2 separate regions of the Anser cygnoides genome follow, and region 1 is linked to region 2. Evidence: chromatin contacts called from public Hi-C data. All regions are on one chromosome and are shown on one strand. The core of a region is the stretch at or near the end of the contact, and the rest is flanking DNA. Distances in the headings are between cores, read along the strand shown.

Region 1 (2,808 bases), core at 276-2,775, 48 kb before region 2:
TTTGGTTCACCAAAGGCAGTAATGTAACATGTTAAATACACATAAGGAAGACTTAAGGATTTAAAAATATTTGCCACAATAGACAAAAAAAAATCTGCAACACAGTTCACCAGCAATAAGTCCTTTAACAACTGATCAGACATTGTAAATATCTAGGCATTAGACAGAAGTTATGCTATTTTTGCATTTGCTTACATTGCAGAAGTACAAACCACACTTACCTTTCAGTGACAAAGATCCACATGGCTTTACAAACAATGCTCTAATCAGATAAGTTATGTGGATAAGTTTTTTTTTTTTTTTAACTTCAATTGGATAGAGCACCGACTCACGGAGGTGGCAACACAAAAACAATGCTTGCCAGAACGTACAAGCAAAATGCACTTCCTGTCTTGCATTTGCTCTTAGATAACATCAAAGTTAACTCATTTTAAAACATTACTCCTTATATTTTCTTATGACCACGCCACTCACAAAACGCTTCACCAGAAGAGGAAGAAATAAAGACCAAACCCCAACGTTGTGCGCTTCCCCGGCCGTACCAAATAGGGCACTCCAAGTTCTTCTGCATAGCCAAGAGCACGTTCTGCACCTCTCCAACGGCAACCACGGCCAGGTCCATGCTTCGCGGCCCGAAATACCTGCAAACAGTGAGAAAAACACGAATAATCGGTTGCGTTCCTGGACCGTCCCGCTCTGTGATAACGTTTTCCCCCCACACGCCACGAGGGCCACGGAATCGCGGAATACCCCGAGCTGGGAGGGACCCGCAGGGATCACCGAGCCCAACCCCCGGCTCTACGCGGGGCTACCCCAAAAATTCAGCCCTGAAGATTCAGCCCCGGGCCCGAACCTCAGCCCCTGGCTCCGGGGCGAGGCTTCCCGAGCCTCCCGCACCCAAGGAGGACCCGAAAGCGCCACGGGACGGCTCCGGGCCCCGCCGCACGGCCTGAAGGGCGCAGGGGGGAGCCCCGCGGCCGTTCCCAGGGCTGCGGCTCGGGAGGAGGCCGGGAGGAGGCCGGGAGGAGGAAGCCGCCCGGAGGCCGCACCGCTCCCCCCTGCTCCTCACCCGCCCACCGCTGCCCTGTCGCATTTCGCGCCCTTTCCGCCAGCCAGAAAAACAACACACCCGAACAGCCAATCGCACTCGCCGACTGCGTCACGCGGTCCGAGAAACGCCATCTTATTCGCTGCTTTTTTGGCGAAGGGCCCTCCCTCTGTTGCCACGGCGGGGAACGAGGTGTCTGATTGGCTGTGATGTTCCCTCGTGACCTCCGGCTCCTCAACGGGAGTTGCGCCCGTGCGGCACGCTGCATTGTGGGAGCACCGGAAGTGCGCGGCCGTTGGCTCGCCGCCCGTCCTCCCGCTTCCGGCTTCCCCGGGCTGTGTTATTGTTGTGCTTCCACCGCGCGCGGCCCCGCCTCCCGACCAACCAGCGTGGCGGGACGGCTGAGCGACAGGGCGGGCGACCAATAGCATCGAGCGGAGGGCGGGGGGGGCTGGCTGGGGTCTGTCCGCCATGTTAGGGCCGGCAGGGCGCTGAGGGGCGGCAGGGCTCGGCTCGGCCGGGCCGGGGGCGAGCTGAGGGGGGTGGCGGGGGTTGAGGTGGCGGAGCTGAGGGGCTCTGGCTCCTGGGCCTTTCTCGGCTGGGCCAGCGGCTGTCTGAGGGGCCTCCCCGGGCCCTCTTGAGGGGTCTCCCGGGGCCTCTCGCCGCGAGGAGCGGGCCATGGAGCCGCAGGTGAACCTCCGCGTCAGCTGCCGCGGGGAGACCCAGAGCTTCCTCGTCTCCGACTCGGCGCACACGACGTGGGCCGACGTGGAGGCCATGGTGAGTCTGGGGCCCGGCTCCTTCTTGTCCGGCGCCTGGGGGTTAAAGGGGGTGGGGGGGTGTTGCTGTGCGGAGTGCTTTGCGGTTCTGCCGCCTCGGGGGGTGTTGGAGCCTTTTGGGATCGTTTTATGTTTGGAGTGGGGTGAAAAGCCTGTTCTGGAGAACGTTTCTGATGGGTTGGTTGTGGGGTTGGTGTTTGGTTTGGTTTGGTTTGGTTTTGGGTGGGGGCAGGCAGCCTGAGCTGTGCGCTCTGCTCTATTCCAGTTGGCGATGCTCGGTTTTGCTTACCCATTTTTTTTTTGCTTTCCCATTCTTTTGCCCATTTGAGTAGATGTGGTTGGATAACAGAATCATCTAGGTTGGAAGAGACCTCCAAGATCACCCAGTCCAGCCTCTGATCTAACACTACCAAGTCCTCCACTAAACCATATCACTAAGCTCTACATCTAAACGTCTTTTAAAGATCTCCAGGGATGGTGACTGAACCACTTCCCTGGGCAGCCTGTTCCAATGCCTAACAACCCTTTCAGTAAAGAAGTTCTTCCTAATATCCTACCTAAACCTCCCCGGCGCAACTTTAGCCCTTCTCTGTTACTTACAGAGGATTTCTCTCTTTCTCTCTCTCTTCTCTCTTTTTTTTTTTTTTTTTTTTAATCCTCTGGGATGTCTAGTCGCTAATGCATGCTTTTAGTTTCCTGGTGCCTTTTGTACCCGTGTGGCTATAACTGTTCTTGCCAGCAGGCCTTGCATACCTAGGCAGGTGTTTGTGAAGATGTGCGTATCAGATACTTGACATACCGAGGAGATTGTGTCTAGCTTTTCCAGTGCTATTTAGTGAAGACACTTTTGTTGGATGTGGTTTATGTTGTGCAGTTAGAATTCCCAGAGTTAGGATGAAGCAGCAGTGATGAATTTAATCAAGTTGATTTAACTTTTAATCAAGTTGATTTAATTTTCTAGTAGCTCTTCTGGTTGTTCTG
Region 2 (3,165 bases), core at 137-2,636:
CGTCGGGTGCCATTAGCTACTGCAGCTAACGAGCTCCCCCGTGGTCCCTCCCTTCCTGCTGCTTTGCTTTCTCACCTGCTACCTGCCCCTATTTCCAGGAGGGCCAAGAGAACAGTGATTAATCCCCCGAGCAGAGCAAGCGGCGATCCCCCCGAGGTGCGTGGCTATCCCTTGGTTCAGCCACTCTCTTTTGGGAGAGTGCAGCTCTGGAGGCTGGGCTCTGCTAAGGATTTTTTTTGGGAGAGGAGTGGGTTGCGTGTGGCTGTCCCTGGCTGCAGGGAGCAGGGGATGAAGGGGATTTTTTCCCCAAGTGAGGAGCACGCGGTGCTCTGGGGCAGCAAATTTTGGGGGGGGAGGACCGAGGGGCAGCCTCCTGTCGAGGCTGGTTCCTCCGCTCTCCTCCACCCCCACATTTAGCATGCTGGCGGGCGCTTCGTCTCCTCGGTCTCTCAGCCATCAAGGCGCTGAGGGATCAATATTAATTGTGCGAAATGGGCTCCAGCGTCGTGGCAGATTACACCGTTACCGTGATTCCAACGCAGGGGAGGATGGGGAGATGTGCATGGGTGTCATTAGGGCCGATTCATTTATCAGAGCGAATCTCTCGAGCATATTGGCAAAACTAATGCCAATGTCTTTTTCAGGAGTGTTATACGTCCATAAAACATTACAAGGAGTCAAATGTCCTGGTGTTATTGCCCCTGGAGTTATCTGTGCTTTTCCGTGGCTGGTGTAATGGTGTGAAATGCGTCTGTCCAGCGCGGTGCTCGATGCTCCGTGCTGGGGGACAGGACCGGCACCAAAGCAGCAAAAGAATATCTGCTGCAGCTGGCTCTGCCTTCAGCTTTTTCTGCATAAAACACTTTCAGCTGACTCTATTGCCTTCCTGGTCAGTGCTCAGCCCGTAAGGGGAGAATTGCTGCTGCCCTTGCCCTTAATTATCACCACTCGTACTTATTTCAGGGCATGAAGGCTGTCAATAGAAATATTTCCTGGGTCAGCCTCAACAAATTGCCTCAGAAAATCCTGTTGATGCGGTTCTCAAGATGATTCAGCTCTGCTTGCAACCTGTTAGGGCTAATTCCTTTGCCCTAGACAGCACACGCTGAGCGTACATCTGGGACATGCTGTAATGTTACATGTTAATTATTTACCATGGCCAGAAAGGAACTTTGCATCGCGCCCTGGGTAAGGGATTTATGGTTCGTCCTGCTGGGCTCTGGGCTGTGGCTATCGGCGGAGTAACAGCAAGGCCGCGGTTACAACAGCAAGCACGCTGGGAGGAGGGGGGGAAAAAATAAAGCTAGAAAAAAAATGACATTAGAAAGAAAGGCCCGCTGAGGATTTATTTCCAGCTGGTCCCAAAGCATCAGAGAGAAATAAGCCACTCAGGGAAATCTTGAATATGATCAGTGAACTATAGCAAAAAGTGTGAGAATATTCGGTATATTTGCATCCAAGTGTCAGTGTTGTTAGGAGCAGAACCCCATCGTTAGAGGGTTTTCTGTGACGAGTGCTGTCTTTCTCACCTCTCCCACCTGTCTGATGTGGGGCAAAGCTGTGCTGTGAGTTTCTGTGGGGAAGGGACACGGACGTCCGTGCTGTGCTGGCACCGCCACGTGCGCCTCTCCCCACCGATGTGCCAAACGCATGCGGCGCAGGGAAGGGCAGCACTGCCGCCTGCAGAAGTTTTAGCAACTTTGGCACGTGAATATGAATAACTGGGGGGGCGATGCTAAAAAATCCCATGTGGTGGGACGGGGCCGGCACTTCCAGGAGCAGCACACGACCTGGTGACACTCGGCTGTCATCCCCAGGACCTTTCCCGCAGCAGCAGCCTCTCCTGTCGTGCTGAACGGGGAGCAGGGTGCGTTCAGAGGCTCCCTGCTCTCCGAGCTGCTGTTATAAATCTCTGCCCTTCGGAGGTCACCGCCCTTCAGTTCTGAGAACCTGATCTCGCCGATTCCCAGAACTGCTCCGCGCGGTATCGATCTGAGCACTGACTCGACAAATCCGAGCGAAACGTGGGGCTCCAATTTCAGGCGGAGGGGGATCAGCCCCCCGAATTCCCTTTCTGGAAGGAAGGTTGGCAGGGTGAGAGGGTAGCCCGAAGAATAGCAGCCAACAAACACAAAACGCTTTGGGAATCCTGCAGAAGGAGCTATCAAACCAAAGCAAGCTACCAGCTGCATTTGTTGGAAAATAAGAGTAACACGGCAGGGTCCATCCCACACCTACAGTTTAGCTTTTCATTACCATGAACGCTTCCCTCGGAAACATCTGCCTGCCTTGAGGAAGGAGGCAGATGCAGCAGGACAGGGCCCCTCCACGCCTGTATAACCGTGTGCTCAAGACAGAGACGAGGTGCAAGGAGAAATTGCTTTAATTAAAACCACGGAGCTCATCTCAGTGGCTGGTGCGTGGTCAGGACGGGAGCGTGGGCAGCGCTCGCTGCAGCCAGAGGTTGGGTGCTAGGGGGAGCATTGAGGCTGGGTTGCGAGTGTGACTGCCTGTGTCCCAGTTTCAGCTAGGATGGAGTTAATCCTGGGAGGATATCCAGGGAGGGAAGCGTTTGTTTCTGGACCACCACCAAAATCCAGAAGCGAGCCCCCTTCCCTATACTCTCGCTTAGGTGCCCAGGGCTGCAAGCTGGGCAAACCCAGCGCGGAGGGGAAGAGAGGACCAGCCAGGGGCTGAATGAAGGGCCGCTGGCCAAAGACATAGACCAATTTATTAATTATAGTATTTTTACACTCATAAATAGTAAAGGCAGATTATACCAATGGCAGGGTTCCTTTCCCCCTCGCTTCTGGGACACCAGAGGCACCTGGTGGGAGCAGGGCAAGGCAGGAGGGCCAGGAGCTGCCCGGGGCTCTGGGCACAAGGAGGCAGCAGCAGAGGAGGCTGCCCCACGTCCCCGGCCTCGCCTGGGGCAGGGAGAGCTGCTTTCCCTGGCCTCGGGCCCAGGAGCAAGGCTGGCAGGGCTGGTATTAGCCATGCAGGGGTGAGGCAGTGGGGGAAATCGGGCTTTCACTCAACACACAGTTTCCTCTCTCTCCAGGCATTGGCAAGGCTCCGTATTCAGCAAAGAGGACGTCAATCCAAAGCTAAGGGAAAAAGGCTTTTTTTTTTTTGTATGGGTTCACTGTACCCCTCTCCTTGTCT

What was found. Hi-C and Micro-C count contacts between places; a contact is called where the count stands out from the background.
Region 1: a contact with region 2 is called in a Hi-C map of liver, with 2.8 times the contacts expected there. The contact joins the promoter of NBR1 here to the enhancer-like site in region 2. A contact is called at or near these places in 2 of 7 Hi-C or Micro-C datasets (both in liver).

What each region holds. Positions count from the first base shown.
Region 1 is chr22:6,624,128-6,626,935 of Taihu_goose_T2T_genome, reverse strand. It overlaps NBR1 (NBR1 autophagy cargo receptor), which reads left to right and starts at 1,525. Exons shown (of 21, transcript XM_013200897.3): 1 at 1,525-1,828. The coding sequence starts at 1,727. It overlaps BRCA1 (BRCA1 DNA repair associated), which reads right to left and starts at 1,368. Exons shown (of 23, transcript XM_013200906.3): 1 at 1,130-1,368; 2 at 543-641. The coding sequence starts at 1,182.
Region 2 is chr22:6,575,517-6,578,681 of Taihu_goose_T2T_genome, reverse strand. It overlaps ETV4 (ETS variant transcription factor 4), which reads right to left. Exons shown (of 13, transcript XM_066981805.1): 13 at 2,714-3,165. Among named protein-coding and RNA genes, the nearest start is that of ETV4, 19 kb to the right of the region's middle. Within about 2 kb of position 1,386, at least 2 of the 3 cell types and tissues checked have open chromatin away from gene starts, as enhancers often do. A contact at or near this core is called in liver, where this site is marked.